Linked DNA regions of Xenopus laevis: region 1 is linked to region 2. A link is a contact called in public Hi-C data. All regions are on one chromosome and are shown on one strand. The core of a region is the stretch at or near the end of the contact, and the rest is flanking DNA. Distances in the headings are between cores, read along the strand shown. Region 1 overlaps bach2.L (transcription regulator protein BACH2). Region 2 has its middle 52 kb from the start of bach2.L.

Evidence for each region. A called contact is a pair of places that touch in the nucleus more often than the background predicts.
Region 1: a contact with region 2 is called in a Hi-C map of the XTC cell line, with 4 times the contacts expected there. The contact joins two enhancer-like sites. A contact is called at or near these places in 2 of 4 Hi-C or Micro-C datasets (the XL177 cell line and the XTC cell line).

The regions. Positions count from the first base shown.
Region 1 is chr5L:88,860,283-88,864,606 of Xenopus_laevis_v10.1, reverse strand. bach2.L (transcription regulator protein BACH2) reads right to left here. Exons shown (of 8, transcript XM_041563018.1): 6 at 2,397-3,914. Among protein-coding and RNA genes, the nearest start is that of gja10.L, 39 kb to the left of the region's middle. Within about 2 kb of position 2,361, at least 1 of the 7 cell types and tissues checked has an H3K27ac peak or open chromatin away from gene starts, as enhancers often do.
Region 2 is chr5L:88,630,115-88,634,378 of Xenopus_laevis_v10.1, reverse strand. No RefSeq gene overlaps it. Among protein-coding and RNA genes, the nearest start is that of bach2.L, 52 kb to the left of the region's middle. Within about 2 kb of position 2,693, at least 1 of the 7 cell types and tissues checked has an H3K27ac peak or open chromatin away from gene starts, as enhancers often do.

The DNA.
Region 1 (4,324 bases), core at 1,112-3,611, 230 kb before region 2:
CTTAGCCCCCATTCACACAGCTAGTCTTACTAAACTTTGCACCTTTCCTCATGTGGATGTCATATCAGCTAACAGACACCCAAATAAAAACACTGGCTGAACATTAAACACGGCAGGTGACCTTAGGTATGATGATGTGGCTATTTTCTTATTTACAAAGGTCACACGCATTTTTGGCAAGAGCTGTTTAGTCATTTCCTTAAAGGAACACTCATACTAATAAATATGTTTTCTTGAAGGGGAGCTAAAATGAGCTGATTGTGTAGAAATATCTTTTCTCAACATTAATATTTAGGCCAATATACAATAACAACAACAACAATAATATTTTTTAGCTTGGAATCTGTGTGTATTTATTCGATGCATGTTACATATGAGTGCCTTCATGACATCTGGAGGTGCCATAGTTAAAATGTGAGACAGGCTTTTGCACCTTCCTGTCACCAGAGCAACTGGCTAAAGATGTGAAGTTGCACTTGTATGGCTAGGTCTCCAAATGAGCTGACCTTTGTTTGATATGGTCCTGCAAGTGTTGGGCAAATTCTGGCCAATAGGTTTGGCCCCTGGGACCATCATCTTGGCCCAAACTTGTGTTCATATGGTGCCAACTCTGGCAGGGCTGGTTGAGTCAGCAGCCAATATAGAACTAGCTTTAACTCTGAGTGACAGCAGTAATGCCTTCAGCTACTGCATCTGTGGAACTGGAACTTTTTAATTGACATTTGGGCCAGTGGGACACCGTGAAAAGAAAAAAGAGCTGGGGACCCACCGGGTTTTTTCCCGGTGTCCTGCTGGCCCAGTCCGACACTGCTAGGGATGTTAGTTTTTTAATCATATTGAATTCAAAATATATATTTTATACACCTCAATGCCAACTCAGATGCGCAGGCTTCTTCCCTTTTTTGGGCGTTGCGGTAAAAACAATAGTATGCGCAGCGGGGGGTGGAGTGGGGAACTGGGACAGCAGCCCCGGTGGGCCCGGGCTCCCCAGTCCGACCCTGATCCCTAGTACTGCTATAATTCAAAAGTCACTTAAAAAGTTCCAGTTCCACAGATGAGGTATCTGAAGTGCTGTTAGATTTTTAATCATATTGAATTCAAAATATATATTTTATACACCTCAATGCCAACTCATCTAAGGTTATCTTGAGCAATTTCACTTATTATGGAGGCATAAATAACTACATGGGATTTCCTGGAATTCATTATAGGAACTCTACCCACGTTGTACATAATTAGCGACTTTTTGCAAGTCACAGAGCTATTGTGCATGTTAATTCAGTTAATATTGCACTAACAGCCAAATAAAACAGTACTAAGAGTAATAAACCAACCTATACATTCCATTATCATTGCTGATTAGAGTTAAAATATGCTGAATATACTTAGAGAATAATACAATGAGATGGCAATGGGCGATTTCTCAGTTACAAACATGCTTTGCAGTAACTGTAGGCCAAATGCTTTCCTACAACACACATAATTAGTACAGAAACATTTGCAATCCGTTATTTGCTCACTTATATTTTGGCATGGATGTTTTTATATGTGGGTGGTAAAGTCTGTGGACATTCAGTAAATTATTTAAAAGCCAAATCTACAAATATTTGAATCCTATAGCAGACAAACATTTAACTTCATCATCAGCTTATCCCTTTTTTTCTGATTTTTTTTTACTTGCATTTTTCAGATTTTAAAGCCCACTGCAAGGACCTTTTGTATCCCAATACAAAAGGTCTCTCTCCCATTCCAGATTCCTGGCTTTTGTCAGGTACAGCTACAATGACAATTGGAGCCTCTAGTGTACCAAAATTATACATATACCATCAAAGAATTTTGGTGACTGCATTGATCTTCAAGGTTTGCATGCAAAGACATGTCAATTTATCAAAGTGCAGGACAGGGAGAAAAGTGAAGAAAACACAGTGGATTCAGCTTTGCTCTTTGCACCATGCGTTGCATGTAAATACCCCATAATGTTGTTAGATTGAAAAAATACTTCCAATTTAATAAATTGGAGGCATAGGAGGGTCATAATATTCTCATGTCATCCTTTTCTCTAGGTATAGATGGATTTTTAATTACCGATTATATAATCAGAATTCCCAGTTACATTAAGCAGATCCACAATTAGAGAACACTATAAATATATATATTGAATGCTGTATTTCACTATTTTCTGCAATTTCCCAAATCTCTAGAAAAGTACATGAAATACACATGTTGATGTAATATCCAGGCAGCTAGAGTTTTTAGTCCAGAGTCAGTTGCAAAACAGATACACACAAATTAACCTTTGTCTCTACAAACAAGAGCCCAATGAAGGGTACTATATGAAAGGTCAGACAATAATGGTTATGTAGGTCACAATTTGCACATATTTCTCTACTGCTTACCTCGTGTCCTCTGTCCTGTACAGGACATGATTCACTGTCTGCTTCTGAAAAAGATCCAGACTCATCACTTGAATTAGTTCCATATGACCGCTCACATTTTATCTGGGGCCTACTGTTATAGAGAGAGTCTGCCATTGAACAAACTTCTTGATGGTCATTGGTTGGAAATCGTGGACCCTGGGAACAGGGAGATGATGAAAATTCACAGAGAGGAAGGCTGCAAGGTGAACCACCACTGCCATCTTCTGCATATGAGTACGATGAGCAAGAGCTAGATGTCCTAGTTCTGGTTTCCAATGGCGGGGAACGGGGGCAAACTTTAATTGGCACAGGGCAACTGGGGTTAGGCCGCAGTCTTCCCGGCAAGGGGTCTGCTACCAGTCCACTGTGGGAAAAGGCATGGGAGCTAGGGAGAGATTGGCTACCTCCTGCCCACAAACCCTTTGGCACATGCTCAGAAAACTCTTTGTCTAAGCAGCTCACACCAGAGTATGATTGCACCGGAGTGCTTATTTGGTCACAAGCACTTGAAGAGAATATGACACTCCTCCTGTCTAGTTCCACCTCATGTTTAGAGGCCAGCTCTGAACCAGACCCCCTGAGAGGGGATGCTATTAAGCAGTTAAATGAATCCTTATGAGGTTCAAAATTCCCAATAAAAGAGTTGTATTCAGTTTTATGGTCACCCTGAGTTGCTCTCTTTTCTACAGGGCATGCAGGACTTCTGGCGAAATGCTGTTGGGAAGTAGCAGGAAAATCCATTAACTCTGCCCCGTTTGTTCTGCTAAAAAAAGTTCTTAAACAGGATGGTGATGATACACTCTTGGGGTTATCAATACAAACAGGGCTGGGCTGTTTCCTGACCATCTCAACATCCCCATCTTTGTCTCCGATATCGGTTTCATCTCCGGACAAGCATAGAGTTATACTCTCTTCTTCATTGTCATCATCATGGGGCTCACTCTTGATCTGGTTTAAGGGGAATCCTGGTTTTAGACCAGTTTCAGAATTCTGTTCACTAAATGTGCTTGTTAAACCTGAGGTACTGTGGGATGCATTGCCAACATTTTTAGTACAAGCAAGCTGGTATTTCTTGTATTTTGGATAGCGGATTATTGAATCCTTGTCTAAACTCTCTTTGTCCTTTTGCATATCACAATTAGGCGATATAATATCATTTCTGTCTATCACCCTTCCTCCTGCGCTGAAATTGAAAGACTCCTGATGCATTCTTTCCTTGGGGCAGGATATTTTTGAGGTTTCAGATTCCATTGTTTCTTCTTCACAATCAAACGTATCAATATGCATAGGCTGGCGTGAGGTGTCTTTCTTGCACAGAAACAATCCATCCTCATTGTTTAGTAGCTGCGTCTGAAGAAATCGGAAGCAGGAGTCTTCCAGGTTGTGCATACGTAAAAATTCAGCACAGTGGATGACTTCTTGGATGTTTTCTTTGCTCAGTAACAGCTTAGCAGTGTAGGCAAACTGCAACAATGGACCAAATCCTCTAGCTGTGACCTGTAAAATGAAAACAGGGAAATTAGCAACGTTACAATCAGCACTGCAATTGTCCTTAATCCTTCAAGTGTAGTTAGGTTATCTGACAGCTACAATATCCATATATAAACACAATAATATATCAGTTAATCTTCTATTGGGCCAGTGATGATTCTACTGTTAATATTTAATGCTGCTTGTGTCCACACATCATGCCTAAGAGAGGACATAAAGAGTATAACTCTGTGTGACCTTAAAAAGAACTTAATTTGTTGAATTAGAGCAGGGGTCCCCAACCTTTTTTACCTGTGAGCCACATTCAAATGTAAAAAGAGTTGGGGAGCAACACAAGCATAAAAAAGTCCCTTGGGGTGCAAAATAAGGGCTGTGATTGCCTATTTGGTAGCCCCTATGTGGACTGGTAGCCTACA
Region 2 (4,264 bases), core at 1,444-3,943:
AATCAAGAAAAAATACAGCTGCAGCACCTCTTTGTTGCAAAAGTGAAAAATTTAATTTATTAGGTCAGACAACCAGGCAATGTTTCTGGCTTACTCTCGCCCTTTCTCAAGCCTTTTTTTTTCTTGTATGTCTATGTAACCCCTGGCACCCAATTCACAAGATTATATAAGGTGGTTGAAGCACACACAATTTCTACTACTTTAGGTACAAAAAACAGGAGTCAGGGACGTAGTCGCAGTGACAGACCAGGGTCAACACCAACAGTAGCGCAATACAAAATCAGGGTCCACAAGAATGGTCAGTAAACAGGCAGAGGTTGGTACAGGCAGCAAAGTAGCAGAAGTCAGGGCCATGCAAGGTTCATAAAACAGAGATCAGTACAATAAGAGCACCCAGGAACTATTAGGAAATAGACCTACATTGGGCAATGTGAATAGGAACATTCATGCCAAGTGCGATGACTTCGGACACAGCACACATGTCAAAACCCAGAAACGTCGCGAACAAGCTTCACATAAGAACAACGCACAACAGATGAGGAGGCGGTGGGTGTCCTTGCAGTGAGCCCAGCAGGCATCCCCATCGCACCACTAGACCACCAGGTATTGTCACACTAGGTGGTCAAAGTGCCAGAGCAGGGCTGTTGTTAGAAAGCATGTAGGTTTGTGATTAGCTGGCTAGTGTGTGTTACATAGTTACATAGTTAAATCGGATTGAAAAAAGACAGTCCATCAAGTTCAACCCCTCCAATTGAAAACCCAGCATCCATACACACGCCCCTCCCTACTTTCACACAAATTATATATACCCATATCTATACTAACTATAGAATTTAGTATCACAATAGCCTTTGATATTATGTCTGTCCAAGAAATCGTCCAAGCCACTCTTAAAGGCATTAACTGAATCAGCCATCACAACATCACCCGGCAGTGCATTCCACAACATCACCCGGCAGTGCATTCCACAACCTCACTGTCCTCACTGTGAAGAACCACCTACGTTGCTTCGAATGAAAGTTCTTTTCTTCTAGTCTAAAGGGGTGGCCTCTGGTACGGTGATCCACTTTATGGGTAAAAAGGTTCCCAGCTATTTGTCTATAATGTCCTCTAATGTACTTGTAAAGTGTAATCATATCCCATCGCAAGCGGCTTTTTTCCAGAGAAAACAACCCCAATCTTGACAGTCTACCCTCATAATTTAAGTCTTCCATCCCTCTAACCAATTTAGTTGCACGTCTCTGCACTCTCTCCAGCTCATTTATATCCCTCTTAAGGACTGGAGTCCAAAACTGCACTGCATACTCCAGATGAGGCCTCACCAGGGACCTATAAAGAGGCATAATTATGTTTTCATCCCTTGAGTTAATGCCCTTTTTTATGCAAGACAGAACTTTATTTGCTTTAGTAGCCACAGAATGACACTGCCCAGAATTAGACAACGTGTTATCTACAAAGACCCCTAGATCCTTCTCATTTAAGGAAACTCCCAACACACTGCCATTTAGTGTATAACTTGCATTTATATTATTTTTGCCAAAGTGCATAACCTTGCATTTATCAACATTAAACCTCATTTTCCAGTTTGCTGCCCAGTTTTCCAACTTAGACAAATCACTCTGCAAAGTGGCAGCATCCTGCATGGAACCTATAGTTCTGCACAATTTAGTATCATCTGCAAAAATAGAAACAGTACTTTCAATGCCCACCTCCAGGTCATTAATAAACAAGTTGAAAAGCAAGGGACCTAGTACAGAGCCCTGCGGTTCTTCACTAACAACACTGGTCCAATTAGAAAATGTTCCATTTACCACACTCTTTGTAGTCTATCTTTTAGCCAGTTCTCTATGTGTTTTATTGTCAATAGGCATTGATTAAAATATCAGTCAGGACTACATGGAACACTGCGACATTGTAAAAAAAATACCGTAGAGTGATAGTATCAATCAACTATTGGAATGTTAACCCTGGACGGTATTGATGGGCGAATCTGTGTATTTTCTCTTCGCTGAAAAATTCACGAATTTACAGCAAAATTCGCAAAACTGTGAAAAATGTGCAAAACGCACGCGATCGACAATTTATATATGCAAAACTATTTGGTCCAAATGCATTAAAGTCAATGGGCGTCTGAATAATTTTGACTTGCGCCAATTTTTATGTGTGTGCCAATTTGCAGAGCATCAATTTTTTTTGACGTAGCAGATTTTTTACTGGCATATTGTCGCTGCAGTTTTGTGGAAATTCATTGCAAATTTGTGTCTGTCTAATTTATTCTCCCATCACTACAGGACACATCTCCAGTGCAATCTGTTGGTTCTCTACCATATGCTTTAACTATGTCTTGCTACTCTTCACTGCGTTATTGTTGACTCTCACTCCTCAATTGTCATAGCAATGCCTGTTTATGTTTAATGTTTGTGTGTGTTGATAAAATGCAAGTTTTTTTCGCAAATAAAAAACATTAAAAAACAAAACTGTAGGATAAAAAAATGATTATGCCCTTCGTTTTTTGTCTAAAATTCAGAATAGATTAAATATATTTTAATTGTACGACATTCCTCACAGTCATCACTTGTTTACTATAGCTGGCGGCTCAATAGGATTCGTACTGTCCAAGTAATGACAATTTATACATGGTCACACTGCCACACTGTGGATTGGAACCGTTATTGAAATGTAACAATACTAATATGCTATATACCATAAATATTTGCTGTGTTAAACTTCACAAAAGAATTCGGGAAGCATTGGAGTTAATTGAACGGCAACATTTAATTTCCGTTAACGTGTTTTTAACACTGCAATCAGGGCCGGAACTAGGGGTAGGCAGAGTAGGCACGTGCCTAGGGCGCAAAGCTGGGAGGGCGCCAGGCACGTACCTGTCTCCTACCCCTAGTCCGGGGCATGCGCGCGAGCAGGAATTTGCGCATGTGCACTCGAGCGCATATTCACGCATGCGCACAGGTGCCGGGCCTGCCGGGCCTGCCTAGGGCGCCTGCCCAGCGTGGCCCGGCACTGACTGCAATAGCATAAGCAAGTTACCCCAGTTTAGAGAATAAGAACTTACTGATGGGACTGTTATTGTATGAATGCAGGTGTCTTAAGGGTGCTTGTTAATAACTTGCTCTGTGTGTGTGGGCAACAGTGGACAAGCATTTTGTAGTAGAGATAACCATTTCTTGGTGGTTTCACCTTCACCCTGCACAGAGGCAACTCCAGCCTCAGAGAAGTGCCATTGATTATAACATTAAAGGGGTGGTTCACCTACCAGTTAACTTTTAGTATGTTATAGAATGTCCAATTCTAAGCAACTTTTCAATCGGTCTTCCTTATTTATTTTTTATAGTTTGTGAATTATTTGTTTTACTCTTTCCAGCTTTCAAATGAGGGTCACTGACCCCATCTAAAAAACAAATGCACTGTAAGGCTACATGTTTATTGTTATTGCTGCTTTGTATTACTCATCTTTATATTCAGGCCTCTCCTATTCATATTCCAGTCTCTTATTCAAATCAGTGCATGGCTGCTAGAGTAAATAGGGCCATAGCAACCAGAGTACTGACATTGCAAACTGGAGAGCTGCTGAATTAAAAGCTAAATAACTCAAAAACCACATATAATAAAAAATGAAAACCAATTACAAATTGGCTCAGAATATCACTCTCTACATCATACTAACAGTTAATTTATAGGTGAACAACCCCTTTATTATATTAAAAGTTAACTTAAAGGTGAACCACTCTGATTATGACCAGGGTGGGACTTCATACCTGCCAATATATTGTGACACATTCAGTGTTTTCAAACAAATAAACAAAATATTGATTAAATATTTAGTGAAAGTTTTTCTTTTTATATTAAGAAATTGCTGATAGAAAATGCAATGAAAGATAGCTTGCAATCAAACGCCAAAGTTAGTTAGTAATGTTATTACAAAATAATTACAGTGCCATTAAAAAAATGTTAATACGGCAAATGGTTATGACTTCAGAGTAAAAATATAACTGTTATAGAAGTGTCACATATAATGAATGATTATCCATGTTTTGTTTTTTTTTCAAGTGGTTATTATCCACAGAAATATAATTAGTTGCTTTAACTGTGGCAGAAGATCCATAAGATACTAATCACTTGTTCTTGGGTTAGTATCTGAGCAAGGCTTGTTAGCACTGAAAGAGAAGATAAGCAGAGTCCACGCCTATGTGTATTAGAGGAGAAGGAAAGTATTTTTGCACTTGGGGGTGCCAGATGTTAGGCACCC